Linked DNA regions of Mus musculus: all the other regions are linked to region 1. A link is a contact called in public Hi-C and promoter capture Hi-C data. All regions are on one chromosome and are shown on one strand. Each heading gives the region's core, a stretch centred on a gene start, on an enhancer-like site or on the middle of the called end of the contact. The rest is flanking DNA. Distances are from core to core; before and after follow the strand shown.

Region 1 (4,067 bases), core at 974-3,473:
TTCTTTCTTGAAATTAAGGCATTGTAACAACCCAAGTATAGACTTAACTTGTACATTTTGACGTGGTTTACGGTAACTGTCAAGAAAAATATACTCGCTTAAAAATAACCAACTTTAAAAGTAGTTTAATATCCACAATACAGGTATTTCTTAAATCATATATTACCATGAACACCAATTATACGTGATATTACTCAACAGAAAAACATTAGTGAGAAAACTATCCACATTCTAAAAAATATTTCTATTTTATCGGTAGTCATATTTATATTTGTATGATACAATAAATGAGTGAATTGGTTTTTAAAAAATGTTCTTCAATATACCAGAGAGAAGAAGCTTGAATTTATCTGTTAAGATCGCACAGGCCAAGGGGAGCATAGGTGTTCTAGGGAATGCCCGATTTCTTCTCAGCAATAAACTCCGTAAGAAAAACAAAAGCAGACTATAAGCAATAATGACTTAAGCCTCTGCAAGGCTGTAATGCAACAAGTGTGTTTTCCATCATCAAGGTTCTTAATTACACAAAGTGTTTGCCGTCTTACAAACTAAGGATCCAAGAACTTCAATTCAGGTCCCCCAGCTGTCGCCTATTAGCTAACTCGAAAATGATTCCAACCCCACAGCACTTGTCTGGAATTAATGGCAGAAATAAAAAAGATCACTAAAACTTAGTATTTCATGAATACCAGATAGTTCAGAATATTTAGCTGAATTAATATAGAGCAAACACAATAACATCGTTATTGCTCTTTGAACAGATGGAGATGCGGAGGCTCAATGGCTTGGATGAATTTGCTTCCAAGTCACACTGCAAAGTATGAGGTGGACCTGTGAATAAATCAGGTCTAAGTCTCTTTCCACCGCGCCACACTGGAGTGCCTAACAAGCACTTGAGAACTGTGAATAAATCAGGTCTTAAGTCTCTTTCCACTAGCCACACTGGAGTACCTAACAGGCACTTGAGACGCTATAAACCACTAGTACGGAGACAGAAGGAAGGAAAAGTAACTTAGGAAGAAAGAAAGAAAGAAAGAAAGAACGAAAGAACACACAGGCACACTGCCCTTCCCCTAAAACAGAACTTTCCCTTTATTTAAATAATTCTGTAAGTTAACTGCTTTGGCTGACGAGTGTTAAATTTTGTACATGCTTCCTCTAGTTATTTAGGTACAGTACCCTCTTATTTTGGCATTTTACAAGTTTGAATATGAGCAAGCCTTTAAGCTTCAAGTGGACTTATCTACTTTCTGCAGGCCTACGTTATCCTTCAAACCGGAGGGAAGGGCTGCACTTCCAAACAGAAGCGCTGCCGGCTCCTATCGAGCCAGGAGCAAAGCACAGGACCACGTGGTGCCTCTCTCTCTCTCTCTCTCTCTCTCTCTCTCTCTCTCTCTCTCTCTCTCTCTCTCAAGAAAAAAAAATTAAAAAAACAAGGTCCCTACACCGCTCCCTCCTTTTTGACAAGGAAGTGGAAATTAGGGGTTTCCTTTTCAGCGGAGCCCTGACACACACCACCTGTGTGGTCCCCGCCGCAAACATCCTGAAGCCCGGCTCCCGGAAGACTACAAGGATCGGAATAATGGGGAACTTGGGTGCGGACGACGCCGGGGAAGGAGTGACCAGAGAAGCGCGGCGGGCGAGCGAGGAGGAGCGGCGCGACCGGGATCTGTCAAAAAAAAAAAAAAAAAAAAAAAAAAAAAAAAAAAAACCAGCGGCAGGCAGGCTCACGCCGAGCCACTGCACCCGGGCTCCGCCAAGGCCCCAAGTGGGAGCGGCACTGCCGGAGGGAGGAGGACCCGGAGCCCCGCGAGCCCCGGCCGCCGCTTCCGCGCAGCCCCGGGCGCGCACCGCCCACCGCGAGCCCCGGCCCTCTGCGCCGGTCCAACCTTTGCCCCCAAAATCTGCTGCCTGAGCGGCCGCCGCCGGACCTGTCCGCACCTGTCACCAGCCGGCGACACCAGCCCACCGCTCCCGCCCAGCTCTCCGCCAGCCTCGGGCCCCCGCGGGCCCCGCGACCCCGTTCCCTACCAGGTGTCCCCTTTCCGGAGCGAGGTTTTGAGCAGCGTCGCGATGTCAGAACGCTGGGTGTCCAGGTCCGCCGCTCCGCCTTCCGCCATCTTCTTCCACTAGCCGTAGCGGAGGCGGCGGCGACGGCGGCGGCACGCCCCGGAGCATTGTGGGAATGGCGTCCCCGGCCCCGCCCCGCCGGCAGGTCTGTACCAAATGGGGCGCGAGGGCGGGGGTCTGGGGGCGTGGCTCGGCGGGGAGCGCGGCGGGTGCGCGCCTGCGCCCTGCTGCCCCCTCGGGTCCCCGCACGCCCCGCAGCACGGCGTGGTCGCCGCCGCCGCCCCAGACCTCTGAGTTTGCACGGTTCTCACCGGGTGCCGCGCTTTCTCTCCCTGCCTTTGCCCTGCCCTGCTCGGACTCTCCTTGCCATGCTGGCCCTTTTCTTGCCGCAGCCGCCTCCAAACCCATGTTTTTGCGGGTTCACTCCTACTGGAGGGCGGGGCCGGCTGGGACATGGCAGAAAGCGCGCAGTTCCGTGACTTGGGGCTTTTCCTTTCCAGCCGCAGAGCCCAAGCCCACTGAATATTGGCACAAAGAGGGCTCTGAAACCAAAGGTTTGGGCGCAGTGCCCTTCCTAGGTTCTTCCCAGCTCTCCCATGCTTGCTGTCTGTAGGGACTTCTACCTTTCATAAGCTCTTTGTGACGCCTCCTAGCGCGCGTGGACACACACACACACACACACACACACACACACACACACACACACGTTAGCTGCAGTGCAAAACATGTCCCAGTTTCTAGGTGAACAAGCAGTTAAAGATGTATTGAATAAGGCCAGGTACTGAAGGGGGTTAGAAACGTGGGAGAAACCTCATGGGCGTCAAATTAGCATTCCCCTAGATTAAATTTCATGGTTGTATATGCCTAAAGTTAGACTCGATAATACAAGCTGCATTTGAAGGCAACAATTACAAACGGGGAAATTGAGCCTCTTAAAAATCAAATGCCAAGGTCACACGGCAACTGGAAGTGCAAGGTTATCGCACAGATTTCAAATCCCCAGTACTCAGTACCTCCATGAAAGGCTGAATTAAGATACAAACTCCGTAAAAGCTGCAACTAAGTTCTCTTTATAATTTGGCGTGTGAGTGTGCGTGTGTGTGCGTGTGTGTGCGTGTGTGTGTGTGTGTGTGTGTGTGTGTGTGTGTGTGTGCACTGCGGTTTAATGGTCTAGTACCATTCTACACCATTTGAGGCAAACGTTTCAAAATTAACTAAGGCAAAACTGCTGTTTCTAAGAATGAAGACGGCTACCTCAGTAGAACAGTAGGTGACAAGTTAAAGGATGGGCAATGGTCTCTCCATTTTTTAAGCCTCCTAGTTTTGGTGGGAAACTCAGTAAGGAAGGGGGTGCCTGCATTAGTGAGGACTGCTGGCCCATCCAAGAGAAAGCAGTGTTTCCCTGGTTAGGGTTTGTCAGCTTGACAGAAACTAAAGTCACTTGGAAAGAGGGGAACCTTAATTATGGGATTGCCTCCCTTAGAGTAGCCTGTGATGAGTCAGTGGAGCATTTTCTTGTTTAACGATCGGTGTGGTAAACCCACTGTGGGCAGGTGGTCCTGAGTTGTGTAAGAAAACAAGCTGAGCAAGCCATAAAAAGCAGTGTCCGTCCACGTACTCTGCTCTGGGTTCCTGTTGAGCTCTGGCTGTGACCTTCCCCTAGCGTAAGCCACCCAGACCCTTTCTTTCCTAAGTTGCCTTTGGTCAGAATGCTTTGTTGCAGCAATAGAAAACAACTAGCACAACCGGTGTGTATTGGCGTCATACTTGAGTGAGTCAGTATGTGACTGCTTGTTTCTGCGCAGTACTCTCTTTGTATTACTTCAGCCTCAATGAGTCTAAAAGTCATTTCCATTTACGGCTATTTCTTATGTTATTTGACCACTCCTGATTATAAAACCGAGTTTTCCTAACTATGGACATTCTCAGTTGTTATATATCCACACCCCCCATCCCCATCTTCTACCACTCTGTGAAGGAAAGCAAAGTAAGTTTTC
Region 2 (4,067 bases), core at 716-3,215, 4.0 Mb after region 1:
CCATCCAACAGTGACATCACCTGGAGACCAGGTGCTCAAATATCTCAGCCAATTGAGGAGCCTCTTCATCCAAACCACCACATCCTAACACACGGACACATGTACGCACATGTATGAAGAACATATGTGTGTGTGTGTGTGTGCTTCACAAGATATTTCCATGCGTAGGGAAACAATATATGAAAAATCTCAAAATACCATTCTCTCAATGAGGTTAATCTTCAACACTTGTGCGTGTGTCTGCATGTGTGTGCTGTGTGTGTGAGAGAGAGAGAGAGAGAAGAGAGAGAGAGGGGGAGAGAGAGAGAGAGAGAGAGCCTGAGGAGACCAGAAGAGGGCACAAAGTCTCCTAGTGCGCAGTTATGAGCCACTCAACATGGGTGCTTCGAATCAAACTTGGGTCCTCTAGAAGAGGGAGAAAAGCTCTTAACCACTAAGCCATATCCCCCAACCCAACTGTTGGCTTTCTGACAGGGTCTCACTTACTTAGACCAGACCAAACCTGCTAACTCCTCAGCTCCTGACTCCACGGTGTTAAGAAAGGCATGCGCCACGTCGGTTTTGATTCTACCAGTCAAGAATAAGATGACTGCCACAATTTTTGAACAAAATTTGAAGCAAGCTTTAATACTAGCCAGGATGATGGACTCTGGCCAGTCCACTCCAGGGTTCCTAGAAAATGGCCACCAGCTACAATGGCCAGGTGATTATAAAGGGCTAACTCACAGGCTATGCCTTGGTCAGATGGAAGCAAGCATACATCCTGACATACTTCCTCCTACCTACCTCTCAACTCCCTGTGATCCCCTAGAAAAGTGAACGCATGTGGCTTGCTATCTGATACGGGTAACAGCTTCCAGAGAATCGTGGCGTATCTGTCCTCGGGCAGGGAGTTGACCGGTTACAAAGATCATTTTGATTCACGGAGTTCTTGGGCACAGTAATAAAAACCTAACTTTGCATTCTACACCCGATGTCTATCAAGTGTTTTGTAAATAAATTTATTCCTATTTACAATAATATTCTATCTACATGTGGGTCTGTGAAGGGGTATCCAGACGCCCGGGAACTGGAATTATTGTTGTAAGCTGCCATGTGGGTGCTGGGAATTGAACCCAGGTCCTTTGGAAGACCAGCCAGTGCTCTTAACTGCTGAGCCATCTCTCCAGTAAGTGTTTTATATAGACAGGTTTACTAATATTTCCCTTCGCCTCTTGCTTAGGGGATCTCTTCCGACTGTAAAGGAAAAAAAGCCCTTGATTTATTTTAAAGGTTTTGTAATTCTACTTTTAGCATTTGATCTGAAACTTCTGGTTTAAGGGTGGGTTTTCCCTCTTCTCCCCAACACACACACACAGTTCATTCAATATTGCTTATCTACAGCCCCAACCCCCAGACACATTTTTCATTATGTTTTACCTATTTTTCTATTCAATTTTGATCCTTCTGAGAACCACAGGACTTTGTTTCTGGTCAGTGTCGGGAATCAAGCCACCTATGGCCTACTTCACTGTCCATCTGGCCACTTTCTGCGGTTCCTCTTCAAGTCTGTACCAAGAAGCAGTTAGGGGAAGTAGGCCGGCCATTGAGTAACGGCTTGCCTCGGTTGATGGCTGGAATTCGGAGCCAAGAGGTCAGAGAGAGGCCGCTGTCTTTGTTGCTCGTGAGGCAGTGTTCACCTCCAGGGCTGGCTGGTTTTATTTATTTCATCTTCCCCATCCAAGTGTTCCTTGAAATGAGGTTAGACCGCATACTGAACCCAATCGCCCTTCCTGGGGCTACACTGTGAACGAGTGGGGAAATGGCGGGGACCGGGAACTGGCATCTTAGACACCGCGGTTTGGGGACGAAGGGATGTGAAAAGGGGGGACCTTCCCGGGAGGGCTCATCGCCTAAGCAATCTTCTCCGCGTCCGCCAGACGGCGCCGCGGAGCTCGCCATCCCCGCTCAGAGCCCGAGCCTGTGCCGCAGCCAGCCCGGGAGCGGCGCTGCGCTGCGGTGTGAGAGCCGGGCGGAGGCCTGAGCCCTCGGCTGCCTGGGAGCGCGACGCGGTGCCAGGGCTTCCCCGCTTTGTCGCTGGGGCTGGGGCGCGGCGGATTTACGATCCAGTTCACCCCGGCAGGAAACGTTCAGAACCACCCCCGCGCTGCGGTCTACAAAGCCCCGGAGTCCGCAGGCGGGAGGAGTCGGATCCCCGACACTGTCGGGCTCCCTCCCGCCCAGCTCCCGCATCAGGCCGTCGCCGGCCTCATGAGGACCCCCCGGCCGGGGCGGAGAACCGGGCACTGCCCGGACCGCGATCCTGCCGCGGCCTTAGAACGTTAGACAGGTCAGTGCGCTGGCACGCCCGGCGGCCGAGGTGTGGGCAGGAGCGGCGTCCTCCTGGCCTCGCGCATCGTGCCCGTGGCTCAACGAGGCCACCCGAGGGTCACCGAGGCCGGGCACCCGCGAGCGCGGGCGCGACACCGTGCCTTCCCTGACCCGCCAGGTGCAGTACAGCCGCCCCTCCGCAGCACCCTGGCCCGGCTGCTGCCCGTGGGGTGGGGGTGGGGTCCCCGAGGGCTGCGCACCCAAGATACTGCATGTCACCACGGCAAGCCTTGGGTGTATGCGGAAGCCCAGAGGCGAGAGAGAGGCGGAAGAAAGGAGGCCGGGAGACCTTTGGCGTGAGCATGAGGGAAGGGGTGCGCGCCGTGCGGAGCGGAGATGGCTGGCCTTGGGTACCTGCGCGAGCCTCGGAGGCGGCGGGGTCCAGAGTCCCGGCCCTCACGTTCTCTGAGAGCCTGGTCACCTCTCACCCTCCCCCATATCAGGATGCGGCTAGACCGCCGGGCCCTCTATGCGCTAGTCTTGCTGCTCGCCTGCGCCTCGCTGGGTCTCCTGTACTCCAGCACCCGAAACGCGCCAAGTCTCCCGAACCCTCTGGCATTGTGGTCGCCCCCACAAGGTCCCCCGAGACTCGATCTGCTAGACCTTGCCCCTGAGCCTCGCTACGCACACATCCCGGTCAGGATCAAGGAGCAAGTGGTGGGGTGAGTGCGGACCGCGGCGTGGCGGCGGCGACAGCGCAGAACATGCTGGAGGGGGTGGCCGGGGAGCTTTTGTTTCCTCCAGTGCTAGACTCGGACGCTGCTTACTGCTGACTGGTTGGGTGCAGTTATCAGGGAGGTGGAGAGGGCTACCGAAGCTTGAACTGGGGGGGAGACAGGGGCGCGGCAAATCTATCCTCCTCAACCTTGTCGCCGCCACTGGAGTGTGGGAGGATGTACAGGCAAAAGAGCACCCGGAGACTGCCTGCTGTCTTGATTTAGACTTGAGATTCCAGAAGGGTTCCTGGATGGCGGCTACGTAGACATCCTAGTAATTGGCCCTAGTTCGCACCTCTGTAACGCACAGATTTAAGGGATAAGCTGTCTCTCACCTGTGGGCAGAGTTGAGGGATCAAAGTGTGCAGCGCTGTGCGTTTTGTGAGATAAATGGAGCTTAGGTACCTACCTGGACTCTGAAGCCGCTTCTCCTCCCTTTAGGCTGCTGGCTCAGAACAACTGCAGTTGTGAATCCAAGGGAGGAAGCCTTCCCTTGCCCTTTCTGAGACAGGTTCGGGCGGTTGACCTCACTAAAGCCTTTGACGCTGAGGAGCTGAGGGCTGTTTCTGTCGCCAGGGAGCAGGAATACCAGGCCTTCCTTGCAAGGTACCAGTGAGAGAGGAGGATCCAGCTCTTCCCAGGGAGGCCAGTGGTGTCGTAGTGACCCCGTTGGAAGAAAGAGCTCCTCTCCTACTGACTCCTTTATCACCTCTACACTACAGGAGCCGGTCCCTGGCTGACCAGCTGCTGATAGCTCCCGCCAACTCCCCCTTACAGTACCCCCTGCAGGGTGTGGAGGTTCAGCCCCTCAGGAGCATCCTGGTGCCAGGTAAAGAAGGAAGGTCTCAGGGGTTAAGTCAGGTCGTGAGGGTGGCGGAGCTACAGGCTAGCAGGTGGAGATCTCTGACAAAGAGATATGGAGGCAGAGGGACTCTAAGGTCGTCAGGTATTGCAGGAATACCTGGGAGGCTTATGAGTAAA
Region 3 (4,067 bases), core at 1,144-3,643, 3.9 Mb after region 1:
CACGCAGGAGCTTCCTGTTCACTCCCCGTTCTGCCGGAAGAGTCAAGACCAATGTCTCCCTGCTACACCCAGAGCAAGAAGAGTCAAAGGCAGGCGCTAACGTTTACAGCTTAGGTAGCGGGGGAAGGAGAGGAGATGCTGGAAAGGTTAAATGTGGCTAGAAGTACTGAGGGTAGCCTGTGGTAAACGAAGAGTTAAATTACCTCTGAAGATGCAGCTGAGACTGGGCTGGACACCTAAGAGATCCTCTGACTCCAGGGCATAAGCATTCTCCTCCCTTAGCAGGCAGACTACTGTTATTCAGGGACCCTTTTCTTTCCTGGAAGACTTACCCGAACTTCAGCTTCTCGGGGCTTCCCGTTGAGATCACATTTGGACCCGTTGCCGTAGGTCTGGCTGTGGTAGCGTTTCAGCCGATGCTGCTTGGAAGCCTGGAGAAAACATGAGGCGGGGTGGAGAGGGCGTGAGAAAGGGAACACACTCCCGCAGGGACCGGGGGATCACAGAACAGAGCCCAGGAGGCTTGATGGGTACCAAACCCCAAGAGGCACACCAGCTCAATGTGACCCTCCCTGTTGCCTGGGCCCTCTATCTGCCGCTCAGCCGGTCCCCAATCCAACCCCACACCCCAGTCACCTTGGCTGTTTCGTCGTCCCAGTTGAAGGAGGACTGGTAGTGGCCAAGATAGAGGACGTCACCTTTGATCTCCGAGTCTGTAAGGGAAACCACAGTAAAGCCCACTATTCTCATGATGAGGCCTAGAAGGGAGGACTGGGAGGGAAGGTTACCAACCACACAGGGTCATGAAGGCTTAGGGGGAGTGTAGGAGCGATTCACCTTCCATATGGTACTGCTGGATATGACGTCCATAACAGAATTCATATGTCCACCAGTCCTTGGTCTGATAGTGGAAAAAGGAACAATCAGGAGGCAAGAAAATGATCTCCTTGTGAAACCACAGTCTCCTGGCTCCGAGATATATAACCTGTCATTTAGTTCTCACCTCCCTTTTTCTCTCCCCTCCCGCATTCTCGACTCTGTGAGAAGGGACAGCTGTTTTCTTTTCGTGGCTGGAGACGCACATCTAAAGTATAACTGATCCCCACCCATGCCCTTTCTTCTTCTTTTCTTCTTCTCTTCTTTCTTCTTCTTTCTTCTTTCTTCTCAGACAGGGCTATGATGCTCTGTGACCCACCTGGGATCACAGGCATAAATCATTCCCTGCCCTCCATAAAGATAAGAAATCATGGTATCCTTGAAGCACTTGGATGAGGACTCCCACAGGTTCAAGTATTCACTGAACTTCGTGGAATACAATGGCATCCTGAGGTAATGAGCAATAGGAGCAGGAGGTGACTTTACAGGTAGGCTCCAGCTCTTCTGGTCCCACCACCGTCCTTCTGATGTTGGTTTAACCTATTTTGAGATCTTCTATCTTAACCTTTCCCTACATTCAGCAGAGTCTTTGCTTTGCACGCCCCCACCCCACCCCCCACGCTCCCCCCCCCCCAAACATATCTAGTACACCAATGGCCCTTTAACTCCCACTGGCCTCCATTCCGGTTCCCAAGCCTTCCCTCCGCCCACCCCAGTTCCTTTCACCTTCAGCAAACAAGGGGCATCTCTCATTGGGCTCAACAATTCAGGGATCCCGGGCCCCTGGTAAGCAGGCGTCTCCTCCTCTCTTTCACGTTGGAAGTGAATAGCTCCAGCTGGTAGGCGGCACTCATAGCGCTGTTTGTACTTTGAAGACACAACCACCACGTCTGAAGCTTGGCTCTGGGAAAGAAGGGTCGGGAAGAGGGGCAGGGAGGCAGAGGCTGGGACCAAGAACAACGAGATCCCTCTTCAGACCCTGGGGACGTGCCCAGTGGAAGAGAGAATAAGCCACAAGTCCTCCAGCTGCCCCGGCTGAGCGGAGGAGAGGGCGTTCTCGCTTCCCCACCCGGCGGGGTCCCAGTGATTTCACTACGACCTGGGGAACTAAGGTCTACAGTGGGGAGCCCTACCCCTGTCGGTGCCTGGTCTCCGAGGATGGGTCTGCCTGCCATTCCCAGCAGGACCGCAGGAACACCACCATCCCTTCTCCATTCCCCCATTCTCCCGAGCCCGGTGCGCAGTTGCCCTTCCTCCTCCACCGTGCGCCCCTTCCTCTTGCACAGGACCCTCACCTCGCCCCACACCCCTTACCTGCCCTCCCATGACAGGCAACGGCAAGATCTGGATGCCATAACGCATCTCACTCAGCTCCTCCAAATTCAGGCTCCCGACACCGCCCGTCAGACGCGCAGGTAACAGGAGCCCTAGAAATAGCAATCCCAACAGACTGGACAGCAGCACCTCCGCCGCCATCTTCCGCTCCGTCTCTGCTAGAGATGTCCCTTCCGCCCCAAACCTGGCAGCGGCCTCACCCGCCCATTAGCGCCCCAAGCTTTCATTGGCTGTCCGGGAGCTCTCTCTTACGTAACGCATCCTCATTTGTAAACGTGGCGTCAAAGCCTCCAGGGAGGCGGGTCGCATTGTTAGTAAAAATCAATAGCTGTTTCTGATTGGCCAAGAGCAACAACCAATCATCGGCGAGATTGGGCCCCTCCCCTCCTCGCTCCTTAATCCTGAGGTGTGGTATGTGGCTGTGTTCTTTTGCCTGTTGTCTCATCCCCAGCTGTCGGAAATAAACCTTCTTACTATTTTTCATATATTTCTTGCAATGTATGGCATCTCCATCGGGCAGAATATTGAAGCGGATGGTGAGTGCGGGGGATATTTTTGGAAGTTACTTAATATCTTTTCAAAATATACTATACAGAAGCATGCTTCTTCATAAAAATATACATATATCGCACAGATATTTATGTATGTACATATATAATTATGTACATATTTACATTTATATACACACAAATATACATGTACATATTTTTATATACACATATATGATAATATATTACCAACAACCAAATAATCTGTGTCAAAACCTGAATTTGCCCTCCAATAAAATTATTTTAAGAAGGAGAGTGTGGTAGTGCATGCCTGTAATCCCGACACTCATGACACAGAGGCAGGAGGCTCAATAATTCAAGGTCATCCTCTTCCATATTGTGAGTTTGAGACCAGCCTTCGATATTTGAGTCACACTCTCAAATACACACAGACACTGGCTTAGCAGGGTTCAAGCTGCATCACAGTTGGTGTACACACCTGGAATCCAAGCAGTCATCCTTGGCTACATAGAGTTGGGTTCAAGCCTGGAATACATAAGACTCTGTCTCAAAAGAAGAAGAAATAATAATGGAGCCAACAGTGGAGGTAGATGCCTATAATTATAAGCTGAGGCAAAAAGATGAACAGTAGGAGCCAGCCCAGCTTATGAATAGCAATCTTTGAGGAGGAGGAGGAGGAGGAGGAGGAGGAGACAAGGAGGAGGAAGGCAGGGGAGAGGAGAAGGAAGAACTAAAAATAAGGGCCTTCTGGTTAAAGTTGGGCTGGGTCTTGGGTATGTGGGTAAAGTGTCTGTTTGTCCAGACTGTAAGGGAAAACCTGTAAAAACAAAAGGGAAATGAAGCTGGAAACAGACGGTAACTGAATTAGCAACCCTGAGAATATCAATTCCTAGACAACGGCAAACGAGAGACATTATATACCATTGGAAAATTTCTGCGGGGAAGCTCACCACGCCAGGGGAAAATCTAAAAGATACACAGACACATATCCTGCTTTTAACACCTTGGGTTATGTGCCTGCACACAGACTTTTCGATCAGATCTTCATAAGACCTCACAGTTAAAAACTCGGAAAGCCAAGCACAGTTATCTATCTAAGGGAAATCCTTAATACACAAGAAAGAAACCAAAACAAGCAAGTCAGAAAGGAAAAAGCAAATTGGAGGCTAGAGAGATGCCTGGGGTGGAAGAGGCAGGGGTAGATGGAAAAGTGTTTTGGTGTAGGCCTGAGTTCATAGAAAAATCTAGCTCAGCCGACAATCTGTCATTTCAACTCATCAGGGCAGTTTTATGTCAGTGTGACACAAGCTAGAGTCATCTGAGAGAAAGGTGCTCCGCTGAGAAAAT
Region 4 (4,067 bases), core at 1,075-3,574, 3.8 Mb after region 1:
GGCAAGCGCCTTTAATCCCAGCAGAGGCAGAGGCAGGCAGATTTCTGAGTTTGAGGCCAGCCTGGTCTACAAAGTGAGTTCCAGGACAGCCAGGGCTACACAGAGAAACCCTGTCTCGGAAAAACCGAAAAAGAAAAAAGAAAGAAAGAAAGAAAAAGGAAGTAGAAGCCATGATGAAGACATACCTGTCATCCCAGGACTCAGGGGGCTGAGGCAGGAGGATCGATGTAGTTCAGGGTACCATGAGCTGTGTGGCAACGCCCGACTTTAAGACACCAAAGCCAGAGAAGCAGACGAGAGCACAGGCAAGGGAACGTATCTGACTGTGTGCACACCCAAGGGTGAGATGCAACATGCATTTAACTCTGTTGTCTCGGGCACGAGCCACTGTACCCTGCACAGAGGACACCGAGACACGGAGTCACCATGTGCTGGACAAACAGACAAGGTCCTCTCATTCTGTCTAGTTATACACGAGACACGAGATCCAATAATGAACAGCACAATTCCTAGCCTCCAGGGGCCTTTTAAATCGTCAGAGAGTTCCTAGAGAAGGTGTGTAGAAGGACCCGAAATCATGACAGGCCTGCCTCAGTTTCCCCACTGCTGCTGCTGCTTCATCAGCTGGGACCTCAGATGAATCTCGATTAACCCTTTCCAGACCATGTTTCTTCCTCTCGAAGATGAGCATATCTATTCTGCTAACCATAACATGAAAAATTAAACAGGCCAGGTAATAATATATATGGAAGTACTTTATAAATATTACAGGGGAGAAACTATCTATGGAAGAGGAAATGAACAGGAGAGAAGTGTCATCCAACGGACAAGAGAGCAGGCCTTGGCAGGGAACCGCCTAGCTGGAGCACAGGGTCAAAGTCCAACAAGGTCCCTTAGCAACCGGCTGAGACAGTCCTTACAGATCCCATTGTTTTAAAGGTGGGAGGCAAATATGTCAGAACTCCCCCGGCTTCCTTTCCTTTAATGAATTAGAATCTACCCAGACTCAGGGTTTGAGGTTACATAAGCATCATTCAGATCCTCTCTAACAGTCACATTCATTTTAGAAAAACAGCATTTTCATTAAAATGGTGTTATGTAAAAAAAAAAAAAAAAAAAAAAAAGAAGAAAGAAAAGGGGGAAAAAAGGGGAAAAAAGAGCAGTGTGTGTGTGTGTAGAAACATTCGCACTTGTAAGGAACATAGGATATATACATATGATGATAGTGCCTTGTAGGTTATGACCTACTTGGACAAGATGAAGAGACACAAATGTCTAGCTATGAGGACTGCAGTAGGAAAGCCACCAGGTGCCCCCCACCCCCCATTCCCCAGGAACTATGGCCTTGAATCATAGTAACTCATCCATCACCAAAAAGCATTTGAAATGGGTCAATGGGATGGTTTAGCCAGTAAGAGCGCTTCCCAGGAAAGCCGAGTTTGATTCCCAGAGCCCACTGTGGAAGGATAGAAGAGACCTCCTTCAGGTGCAATGGGGTGCATATACAGCATACAATTTTTACAACAACCCGATACAGAGTTAAAACTGCTTCTTTGGAGCTGCTACTCCTAGCAGACAAGTGGAGAAACCCTTCCTGAGAAACCTTAAGTTTGGGAGTTCAAACCTGAGCCTGGGCCTAAAAAATGAGGGAGAGCTTTCTGGGTCCACTAAGCACCTCTATCCTCCTCAAACTGAGGATGGAACCATGAGATGGGAGTTGGGGGTGGGAGGGGGAGCTGGACTGGGAGGATAGGGTAGATGCCTGAGTGGGAGGGGCTGGCACCTAAGGTGGCCTTAATACATAAGGTGTCATTTCCAGAGGTCAGTTCCATTCCTCACACTCTGGAGTCTCGGTTCCGCCCCCTACACACTCCTTCCCAGGTACATATCAGCGGTATTCTTATATAAGGCACTGGGCTCTAAGCAGGAAATACCGTAACTGCCTCGAACCCAATCTGGCTTCTCCATTTTTCCCCAGGTTTCGTAGGGCGGAACCATTGAGCCTTCTTGGAGTAAAGCGTCGGAAACACAAACACCCCAGCACCGAGCACGGAAAGCGGAGCGTTGGAGTGGCCTTTTTAAGTAGTTGGGAAGGGGGTGTGGCCGAGAGGACCAGGAGGCCGCAGCCCAGCAAGCGGGGAGTGGCCCGGGGGCGTGGCCGTGGCGACTGGAATGTTGTTGGGTCCTTGCACCGCATAGTAAGGAGGGGCCACGCCCCCTTTCTGCGAGCGGGCCAATCGGAGTGCCGGAGCGGTTTCAAGTCTCCCCCGCCAGCCTGCCCGCCCGCCACCCCACCCCCCTCGGGGATTCGCTTTTTCCGTAAGAAAATAGCAAACCTCTGCAGGGTCCGCGGCCCCCGCTGCTCGCCGGAGGAGGGTCCCGGGGCCTAGGACGCTGGCCTGGAGCGGAACGCGCCGGCAGGCGGCGAAGAGGCCGGCCCAAGATCTGGGAGGAGCGCGGGGGTGGGCGCTGCAGCCGCGGGTTGTTTATCTGGAGTACGGAGGGGAGGGGGGAGCCTGGAAACCGCCCCGTGTCCCATTTCCTCCTCTTGTTTTCGCTCCGGATTCTCCATGTTGGACCCAAACTGAGGAGCCCGGAGCTGCCACCGGGGGATCGGGGCTGGGGGCACCGGGGAAGCCGCCGCCTGGCCCGCCCGCCCTCTGTGCAGGCCGCCTCCCTTCCCGGCCCGGGGAGGAAACGCGAGGGGGATGTGAACAGCTGCGGGAGTCGGAGTCTCGGGAGCCGGAGCCCGACGGGCCCCCGCCCAGGCCCCCCAGCCCAGCCCGCCTGCGCGCCCGCCCGCGCGTCCTCCCGCCCAGCCAGCCCGGGCCCGCGGGATTGTTAGATGGAACACGGCTCCATCATCACCCAGGCGCGGAGGGAAGACGCCCTGGTGCTCACCAAGCAAGGTAGGGGCGCAACTTCCCAAAACTTTGTGTCGCCCCCGAACGGGGAGGGGGCGGAGGATCCGGCTGGACCCGGGGTCCGTCGGTCCTCGCGCACCCGTCGGGCTCTCGGACCCCGGTGGGGGCTGAGCGAGGCCCCGGCTGCCAGCGCCGGGCGGGAGGGTGTCATCCGCGCAGCTGTCACCCGTCCGGCCACCCCTCCCCCCCCGGGGGCAGTCAGAGGCTCGGGAGGGCGCGCGTCGCGCCAGGCCACCCGCGCCGCCCCCACCCGAGCCGCGGAGATGGAGTGGTCACTCCTCCCCCACCCACCACCGCTGCGCGCCTGCCCCGGGGCTCTGGGGAGGGTACGAGGGGTCCCGAGCTGGAACGCCACCGGGACCGGAGTTTTCACGCAGGACCGGGATGCCCGGGAGCTCGGCGGTGGCGGCGCGGGGACTCGGGACGAAGTTCACCGGCCCGAGGCGGGGGCGGTGGTGGGGGAGGGGGGAGGGCCGCGGTCACTGCCGGGCGCGGGACTCTCTTCGCGGCTCGGCGGAGCAAACAAGCCGGACCCGAGGCCCGGCCGGAGCCCCTCCCTGCCCCGTGCGCTCCCCCGGGGCCGCCGCTGCACAGACACAGCCGCGTTTGTTTAGCCCGGGAGCGGTGTCCCTGGTTACATAATTCGCCGGATGGCATCAGACCCAGCGTGTTTCTGAATCGCGCAGCGAAAAAGTGCGAGTTTGTCTGTGGGCAGAGGCTCGCGACCCCCCACCCCGATTGCAGGGGGAGGTCGTCGGATTGAAGCAAACAGGGACGTCCGCAGGCAGGCCCTATCTGGGGTGTGCTTGGGGAGCGAAGCGGAGGCCTCAGCCTCCCGCGGGGGCGGGGAGGAGATTGGGGCTGGGAAAATGGGATTGCTCGGTTTGATCACAGTGGGGTCCCCTGAAACTCTCCTCTCCCCTATGTTCATCTGGCCTTGAGCATTGTGTTCAAGATAGCTGGTAGAAATTTCCGCCCAGAGTAAGGACTAGTGTTGCCCCCCTCCCTCCTTTTTCTTTTTCTAGAGAACTCCCAGGACTGTGGCCACTTGGCTCAGAGGCTGAGAGGCGAGCACGCTCTTGGAACCAGATCTCAGGCGCTGCAGCCCTTTCTTTCTATTCCGGAGGGGCATAAAAGGCCCGT
Region 5 (4,067 bases), core at 998-3,497, 3.7 Mb after region 1:
CCATCAGCATCCACTGGTCACCTGACTAGGACCACGCTGAAAATATGACAGAGTCCCACCCTTGGGCCAGAGTGGTAAGAAGTAGATATCAGGAGTTATTTCCTCTAATCGTCTCTGGGTTAACATCTGGAAGCCTCCTACTAATTAGTCCAAGCTATGGTTTCTTCACCACAATGCCCTAGGCTGGGGGGAACGGAGAGGCCAAATTTGGTAATTACTGACAAGATAGACTGTGAATATTGCCTTTACTCATATTCAAAATGAACAGCAGGGACAGAGACTGAGCTGGGACAGAAGAACAAGGCCAGCGGGAGAGCACATAGCCCGCCACTGTTGACAGAGAAATCTTGTGGTCCCAAGTGAGAAATCCCAAGTGTAACAGCTCTGCTATTAGTTGGGGGTTGAGGGGGGGGACTCCAGAATATACGGTGACTTTTTAAAAAAAAGATTTACTTACCAACCTGAGTGTTTCATAGCATCAAGTAGAAGTTTGACATATGGATCTACAAAGACATTAAGTATGCTCATTAGAAGATGTAGCAGCAATTAGTGCACCCAAGCAACAGGCACCACAAAACAACTCACAAACACTATCTTAAACCAGAGTCTAAAATGGGAATAAAACGTGTAAATTAGCGCCAATTAAATCAAGTCATGACGAAATAGAACATAAATACAAACACTAAAATGGCGCCCCCATGTATCTTTATACCGAAAGTTGGTTTTGCTAAAGTGACTAAACGCTTCGCATTAGGGCCCGTGTTAGGAGAACATGGGCATCCTGGGCCACGGTTAGAAAAACAAACCAGCATAGAACCTAGACTGGAGGAAGGCAGCGCCTACACTGCTCTCTGTGGTAGCACCATGCCTCGCTCTGAGTACCACAGCCCAATGGGACCTGCCCACCAAAGTTCTTCAATGAGGGTTAGCAAGCAGAAATGTGTGAGTCTATGGCCAGTAAGAGAGAAGAACGGTGGCTTAGGGATTGAGCCCAGTGGTAGGGCCTTGCCTGGTAAGCACAAGGTCTTAGGTTCAGTTCTCACCTCTGAGGAGGGAGAGGAAAGGAGGGAGGGAGGAAGGGAGCTAAAAAGATGGCTCAGTGGTTAGTAGCACTTGTTGCTCTCGCTGAGAACCCAGGGTGAGTTCCCCAGCACCTGCATAGTAGCTCACAGTCCTGGACACCAGGAATGCAGAGAGTGCGCAGACACACATGCAGGCGAGACAATCACACACAAAAATAAAGAAATCAAAAAAAAAAAAGCTTTAAAAAGAAGACAGTAAAATCTTTGATCAGTTGATGATTGAATTATGACCAATTCTGCTATAAAATAGTAACTATTTGGAGGGTCGAATACATTTAAATCTTACTTTCCTAAATAAATCTGAGGTAGACAGGCAATCTGCAGATGCAGAGGAGCAAGGCAGTGTCCCGGGACTGGAGATAAATTGCTCAGTGGGAGCCAGTGTGCCTGGGTGACCCGCGGCAATAATAAACCTCTTAGATGTCACAGGCTTCTTAGAGACTATGATGAAGCTAGGAACTCTCCCTAGAAAAATGCACTTAGGTGCATAAACACGAGGGTTTTCAAAAGTTCCTATTCTAGCATTCTCCACAGTTCCTACTGCAGTGACTGAAGGTTAAAGAATCGCCCACCCCACCCCCACCCCAGGGAAGGGGTGCATAGCCAGAAGTAGAGCTGCCTTATTAATGAATGGAGCTCTTTCCAGCTCTCACCTGCACCCTAGAGCCCGTGCCGCTGCAAAACTTACATAAGAAACTGGTGAGTGTGACCCAGGAGGGCAGACTCCCAGCCCAGGCCTTCAGAAGCGCGAGTGGGGCGGAGGCCCACGCCCCCTCCCGCCCACGCAGCCCTAGGGCTGCAGTGCAGTCCGGGATCAGTGGGGGCACGTCCGGGCCCTTCCTCACCCCCCGGGTCCTGTGCCACCCCGACCCCAGCCTCCAGGTCGCGGCTCTTACTGGTATCCAGCGTCTTCTGGAGCATGAGCGGACAACTCTGGTCCCGGGTGAAGAGGCTGGAGAGGAAGCCCTGCTGGGGCTTCCCGTGGGCCGGCGGCTCAGGCGAGCCCTGGCCAGAGTCGGGTCGCTGCAGCAGTGGCTCGCCAGCCGCAGGGCCGAGCTCGCCGCCGCCCGGAGCTCCTGCCATGAGGCCCGCAAGCCTCCTCCTGCCCGCTCGACCTAGGACAGCCGCTTCCGCCGCCGGCGCACGCTCCGCGGGCCAGCACGAAGGAGACGCGGCGTGCAGCTCGTGGGCGGGGCTTGGTAGGCGTGGTCGGTGGGCGGGGCTGATGGGCGGTGCCTCGCGACCGCCGATGCTGGCCACTATATTGCCTTCTGCACCTCAACCATCCTCCCACTCCCTCACCTGCTGTTTCTCTTATTCCCGCTACCCACTCACACCGAATTAAAGGCAGTGTTTTCAGAAACGCTTGGATATTTCAAAGACTGGTTGGTCTCATCAAAATGTGGCTCCTGGGGACCCATTCATCAACCCTCCTCTTGCTCAGAAATAAGATACACACATCTTGGGTCTGGAGAGATGGCTCAGTGGATAAGAGCACTGACTGCTCGTCCAAAGGTCATGAGTTCAATTCCCAGTAACCACATGGTGGCTCACAACCATCTGTAATGGGATCTGATGCCCTCTTGTGTGTCTGGAAACAGCTACAGTGTACTCATATAATAAAATAAATCTTTTAAAAAGAAGGGGGTGGTTGGAAAGATGGCTCAGCGGTTAAGAACACTGACTGCTCTTCCGAAGGTCCTGAGTTCAAATCCCAGCACCCACATCGTGACTCACAACCATCTGTAATTTGACACCCTCTTCTGGTGTTTATGAAGACAGCTACAATGTATTTATATATAAATCTTAAAAAAAAAAAAAAAAGGCTTTTTCCTCAGTTCCCATAATCAGAGTCCACCAGCACACTTACTCAAAATTAATGTTGCCAGATCTGCAGTTTAAGGCACTTTGTCCGTGTTAGTGCTCTCATGACAGACTTCCAGCTTTTACGTAGTGTGTGTGTGTGTGTGTGTGTGTTTCTTTCCTCACTAAATTATTCAGCTCAGCTCACACTGCTAAACACCTGCTCCCACGGGCCAGGCAGGATGGTAGAGTTGGAGAAAACGAGGACAAATGTCCAAGAAAAATAGGCATGCAATGCCTTGTGAACAGCACTTAGGGGTCACGGTGCTCCGTAAACAAGAGTTGAATGGGAAGCAGAAGGCATCACTCGCTTGGAATATTATACAAATATGAGCGCCTGCACTTACAGACTAATAAAGCCATAAGCCAAAGATTAGATTCTTTTTATCAAGGTCCACATATGTACATTATTACCAGTCCTCATGACAACCTTGCAAAATAGTATCAACCCTAATTTGCAGATAGAACTTGCCCAGCTACAGAAGAAGGCTGAAGGTGTTACTCAGTTGAGAGAGCGCTTGCCTGATTGATACACATGAAGTGCTGGGTTCTACGCCCAGCACCACACAAGCAGACAGTGGCAACATGTGCCTGTAACAACAGCCCTGGGGAGGTAAAGACAGGAGGATCAAAGATTCAGTGTGATCCTAAGCTACATAGCAAGGTCAAGGCCAGGCTGGGTGACACAAGACCACTTTCACATCAGACATGGAGATGCAGAGTTTAGAGTTTGCCCAGCTGATTTCCTGTCTTGGTTTGGGGATTACAGTTAAGTGATTAGATGGATCTCAGAAGAGACTTTGAACTTTGGACTTTTACATTGTTGAGACTGCTACAGACTCGGGGGGGGGGGGCTTTTGAAGTTGGACTAAATGTATTTTGCATTGTGCTTTGGCTATATATGGCCCCCATAGACTCGTGTGTTTGAATAGCCTGTGGGGGCCAGGGAGTGAAATGTGATGCTCTGTATGTGCTTGGCCCAGGGAGTGGCACTTTTAGAAGGTATGGCCCTGTTGGAGTGCGTGTGTCACTGTGGGTGTGGGCTTTAATACCCTAGTTCTAGCTGTCTGGAAGTCAGTCTTCCACTAGCAGCCTTCAGATGAAGATGTAGAACTCTCAGCT
Region 6 (4,067 bases), core at 756-3,255, 3.1 Mb before region 1:
AAAGCTTGACACTTTTTCTACCCATTTTAAAAATTCCTGTATGCGCTCAGAGGCTAAGTTGCATTCTTTAAGAAAAAGCGAACAGATTTGTTTTTGATCTGGTGGCGACATATCAACCTGTAGAAAGTATGCCGGAAAGCCTTGAACTTGATAGCTCCTGGATCGCTGGGGTTTCAGGACCTGGACCTTCACGCGCCACCACGGACCTTTGAGTGGGAAACGTCCGTACACGGTACATTTCTCTTTAGTATACTCATCAGGGATAGACACTAAATGAGAAGGGGAGATAACAGGAAATTTGTTATGATTTCCCTCGACATTTACCTCACTCTGATCCCCTCACACATACACACAGGCAGCACCCATACAGACATCTACCCGCTACCTGGAACACCTCACTCTGACTGACTCTGTCTACAACAGAATGCTGCTCCATCTGGGTGTTGCTGAAGTAGGCACAATTCAAGCCATGAATCTGATTCTTCTAAATCCAGTCTCCCTATTACCGCCGCCTTAGCCAGTATCAGCCTTTATGTAGGTCTTAAAGAATTTTCCATGGTGCCTCCCTCTGCATGAAGTTACTCAGAGGTACATGCTGCTCCTGGCCAGTTCCTACAGTTACCACAGAGCTCAGCTCAGCGGACTTCTTTAGCAAAGCCGTGTCTGCATCTCATGAATGTCACTTCTCCAAGTGCTGTCTGGTACTAAGTACTAAGTTGGGGTTACTTCTCTGATTAAAGAATGTCTGCCTAGGTGCTATAGACATGATGGCTCAGCCAAGAGCACTGGCTGCTCTGCCAGAGGTCCTGAATTCAATTCCCAGCAACCACATGGTGGTTCGCAATCATCTATAATGGGATCTGATGCCCTCTTCTGGTATGCAGGTATAGATGCAGATAGAGCACTCATGTACACAAAATAAATAAATCTCAAAAAAAAAAAAAAACCAAAATGGCTGCTTAATTCACAAGTAGTATTTCCACTGAGACAGCAACTTCGCCATTTTCTCTCCCTGGCCTGTCCCAGTAGCAAATGCTTGGCCAGGATAGCCAGTTACACTTCCATCAACATGTAATCCTTTCTATTTAATTTCAAACACAGCCAAAGTTGTGTTTAAATTGCCAATGGTCAGTTGCCACACATGGTCCTGGTCAGCAGCTATTACTGTACTAGACCATGAAAATACAATGTGTGTGTGTGTGTGTGTGTGTATGAACATGTATGTGTGAATGTGTGGGCATGTATATGTATGTGTAAGTGTATGTGTGTAAATGTGTATGAGTGTGTTTATGTATGTGTGTATGTATATGTGTAAATCTGTGTGTATGTGAGTGTGTGTGTGTGTGTGTGTGTGGCCGTGTGTTTCCGCGCGCTTGCTCTTTTTCTCAAAGTTGCTTAACAGCAACTCCGTCTCTTATTCAGCCAGCGTGGTACAATAATTAAAGGATTCTGTTTCTGGGTGGGAATGAGGGTGCATCTATTTCCTCGACTGTAAAACTACCCCCAACTGTTAACTTTAAGCGAGACGATATATGAAAAAACCAAGCTTAACACAGTATGTGCTCTGAGTCATTACGACTATTACTACCACATCTAAGTACGGTGAAGCAGCCAGTCACACCACAGGTCTGTCTGTCAACAGTCAAGGACGCTGGGTGCCGGGCAGTGAGAATCGAAAATACTTCTTTGACCCCTGCCAACCCGGCCCGGCTGGCGCTGGCTCACCTCGCGCGCGCCCAGGGAGGCTGCCCGCCTTGATGCCCCCGCTGCAGAGTTCCTCGGCATCCACAAACTCCTCCTCCTGCTCCCCCTCCTCCTCCTGCGCACAATCCTCCTCCTCGTCGTCGCTCTTGTACGGGTGCAGAGGGCCCAGGAGCTCGCGCAGACGATCCTGCCTAGCCATTATCTCTTCGGCGAACTTGGCTCAAAACAACTCTACAAAACCTGGCGCGCGGTGTCCAAAACTGCAACCAATCAACTCGACCCGGGTAAGCCGGTCAGCTTCCGGGAACATCCAGGAGGCGGGCGGTATGGGGGCGTGGTCTGAGCGATGCTCCGCCCCAAAGGAGGAGACTGGTGACAGGCGGGACCAGCAGGCTGGGAGGTACCACGGCGGGCTGGCTGCTGACAGTTTCAGAACTGCTCTTTTTAGAGGTGCTGGGCGTTTCCTGCGGAGAAGGAGACGTGGTGAAAGGTCACGACTCTTGGGCGCAGAGAACCCCGGGAAAGCAGGGCATCCTCTGCCCGCTCTCTTAAAAAGAACACAGCAGAGGCCTCTAAAGACCTTGGGGCACTACCCAAAAGAGTGAATCTCCAATCCGGAGAGCGTGGTGGCGACGGCTAGGTGCCTCCTTACACGTAAAAGCGCCGCGGAGAAGTTGAATTTACATCATGTAGGGAGGGCATTTATCCAAGTAGATAACTAGGTCCCTTTGTATATATCCTCTGCATTGGGAGTTAAAGTTGTGATGTACTTTCTCATTTTTAATGCATGACCTGGGTTGTCCATTTTTATGCTTTTCCCGCTTTGGAAACCACTGGCTTTCTTTCCCGTTTATATACTACTCTCCTCGACTTCTTTTTGTTTTGTTTTGTTTTGTTTTGTTTTGTTTTGTTTTGTTTTGTTGTTTTTTCGAGATAGGGTTTCTCTGTGTAGCCCTGGCTGACCTGGAACACACTCTAGGTCCACCGCCCTAGTTCCTGTTTTCAGTAAAGCAAAAGGTGGGGACTTGTAGCCCAGAGAATATGCAGACTTGAGATAGAAAAAAAAAGAACAGCCGGGCTTGGTGGCGCATGCCTTTAATCCCAGCACTAGGGAGGCAGAGGCAGGCAGATTTCTGAGTTCGAGGCCAGCCTGGTCTACAAAGTGAGTTCCAGGACAGCCAGGGCTATACAGAGAAACCCTGTCTCGAAAGAAAAAAAGAAGAAAAGAAAAAAAAAAGAACAAAAGCTGAATACTGCGGCCGCGGTTCTCTAGATGGATAGTGTTTAAAAGTCGCGGTGCCCTTTAAGGGGCGCTATAAAATACTATTTTACTTTAAGGTTATTGTTTATTATGTAATTATCCTAACGTTAATCCTAAAAACTATGTTTTTATTAAACCCCAAAGCTGTGTTGCTGGTTTCTAATAAAGGCATTTGTCATACCCAAATGTCACGTGCATAGGATCAACCATAACGAATACGCACAGGCATCTTTCTTTTAGATTCCTTTTTTTTTCATGTGCGTGAGGTTTTTTTTTTTTTTTTTTTTTTTTGCTAGCATATGTGTCTGTGCACTCTGCATACCCAAAGCAAAACTTCCAGGCTGTATACTTAGTTGTCACGTGGGTGCTGGGAATGGACCTATCTCTGGAAGAGCAGTTAGAGCCATCTCTCTATCCCTCTCTATAGCATTTTCCCTAGTATCTGAGGAGGTCAGAAATCACCCCCCCCACAGATGTAGAGGGACTGTGGTATAATGTGTTTTGAGAAAAACTGAACTAATCTTCCCCTAAGGTATATTGGTAAATATTCCTGGGAGGAAAACTTTGTTTCCAAGGCTCTGCTACACAGTTTGAATTACTACCAGTAACCAACTGGAGACAATTGTCTTACTTAGTTGCCTATTTAACATATCAATGCTACCTGGCTGCCAGGTTCTCCCTGCATCCCTTAGCCCCAGCCAGTTACAGGATAAGGCTAGCACACCCCTCCCCTTGTCTTGAACGTCTCCAGCCCATGAGCTTTGCTTCCCTTCCCTGTATAATTCCGCCTTTTGTTTACCCTGTGCTCTCCATTGGCCACTTGGCCTGGGCCACCTTGGTGGGCCGCTCCTCTCTTGCTCGTTCTTCTCCCCCCACCACCGGCCTCTCAAGGTCCCGTTTAGTCTGCAGGCCATGTTCAGCCTGTACTCTTGTTCTGCCAGCTTCCCCGTATATCTACAATACAAATCTCCTCCTCACTTTAGGAGTAGCCACCTCCTTCTCCTTTTGCTTCTTATTCATTCACTTCCTTCACACGTGGTTATTGTTACAATACAGGCGCCAGCAGAGGATACCTTTTAGCCTGTGTTTTACCTGAACTCTC

The links. Promoter capture Hi-C pulls out the DNA fragments that hold promoters and counts their contacts. Hi-C and Micro-C count contacts between places; a contact is called where the count stands out from the background.
Region 2: a contact with region 1 is called in a promoter capture Hi-C map of pre-B cells. The contact joins the promoter of B4galnt1 here to the promoter of Usp15 in region 1. A contact is called at or near these places in 1 of 39 promoter capture datasets (pre-B cells) and 1 of 484 Hi-C or Micro-C datasets (pre-B cells).
Region 3: a promoter capture Hi-C map of pre-B cells shows a contact between it and region 1. The contact joins the promoter of Os9 here to the promoter of Usp15 in region 1. A contact is called at or near these places in 4 of 39 promoter capture datasets (the C10 cell line, cranial neural crest, pre-B cells and 1 more).
Region 4: a contact with region 1 is called in a promoter capture Hi-C map of pre-B cells. The contact joins the promoter of Ctdsp2 here to the promoter of Usp15 in region 1. A contact is called at or near these places in 4 of 39 promoter capture datasets (cranial neural crest, frontonasal cranial neural crest, maxillary cranial neural crest and 1 more) and 1 of 484 Hi-C or Micro-C datasets (the G1E-ER4 cell line).
Region 5: a contact with region 1 is called in a promoter capture Hi-C map of pre-B cells. The contact joins the promoter of Atp23 here to the promoter of Usp15 in region 1. A contact is called at or near these places in 7 of 39 promoter capture datasets (the C10 cell line, the HPC-7 cell line, cranial neural crest and 4 more) and 2 of 484 Hi-C or Micro-C datasets (both in the G1E-ER4 cell line).
Region 6: a contact with region 1 is called in a Hi-C map of B cells, with 5 read pairs. The contact joins the promoter of Helb here to the promoter of Usp15 in region 1.

Annotation. Positions count from the first base shown.
Region 1 is chr10:123,194,796-123,198,862 of GRCm38.p6, forward strand. It overlaps Usp15 (ubiquitin specific peptidase 15), which reads right to left and starts at 2,224. Exons shown (of 22, transcript NM_027604.4): 1 at 2,032-2,224. The coding sequence starts at 2,120. It overlaps Gm4129 (a long non-coding RNA gene), which reads left to right. Exons shown (of 3, transcript XR_003949042.1): 1 at 1-2,215.
Region 2 is chr10:127,163,191-127,167,257 of GRCm38.p6, forward strand. B4galnt1 (beta-1,4-N-acetyl-galactosaminyl transferase 1) reads left to right here and starts at 1,966. Exons shown (of 11, transcript NM_008080.5): 1 at 1,966-2,329; 2 at 2,814-3,032; 3 at 3,528-3,692; 4 at 3,809-3,915. The coding sequence starts at 2,815. Gm51819 (a long non-coding RNA gene) reads left to right here. Exons shown (of 3, transcript XR_003949045.1): 3 at 475-493.
Region 3 is chr10:127,118,767-127,122,833 of GRCm38.p6, forward strand. Os9 (amplified in osteosarcoma) reads right to left here and starts at 2,394. Exons shown (of 15, transcript NM_001171026.1): 1 at 2,191-2,394; 2 at 1,603-1,779; 3 at 838-901; 4 at 637-713; 5 at 333-431. The coding sequence starts at 2,352.
Region 4 is chr10:126,976,393-126,980,459 of GRCm38.p6, forward strand. Ctdsp2 (CTD (carboxy-terminal domain, RNA polymerase II, polypeptide A) small phosphatase 2) reads left to right here and starts at 2,325. Exons shown (of 8, transcript NM_001113470.1): 1 at 2,325-2,909. The coding sequence starts at 2,846. Gm40798 (a long non-coding RNA gene) reads right to left here and starts at 1,128. Exons shown (of 2, transcript XR_872169.3): 1 at 186-1,128.
Region 5 is chr10:126,899,124-126,903,190 of GRCm38.p6, forward strand. Atp23 (ATP23 metallopeptidase and ATP synthase assembly factor homolog) reads right to left here and starts at 2,248. Exons shown (of 6, transcript NM_001159559.1): 1 at 1,979-2,248; 2 at 458-503. The coding sequence starts at 2,165.
Region 6 is chr10:120,110,960-120,115,026 of GRCm38.p6, forward strand. Helb (helicase (DNA) B) reads right to left here and starts at 2,006. Exons shown (of 13, transcript NM_080446.2): 1 at 1,726-2,006; 2 at 1-269. The coding sequence starts at 1,903.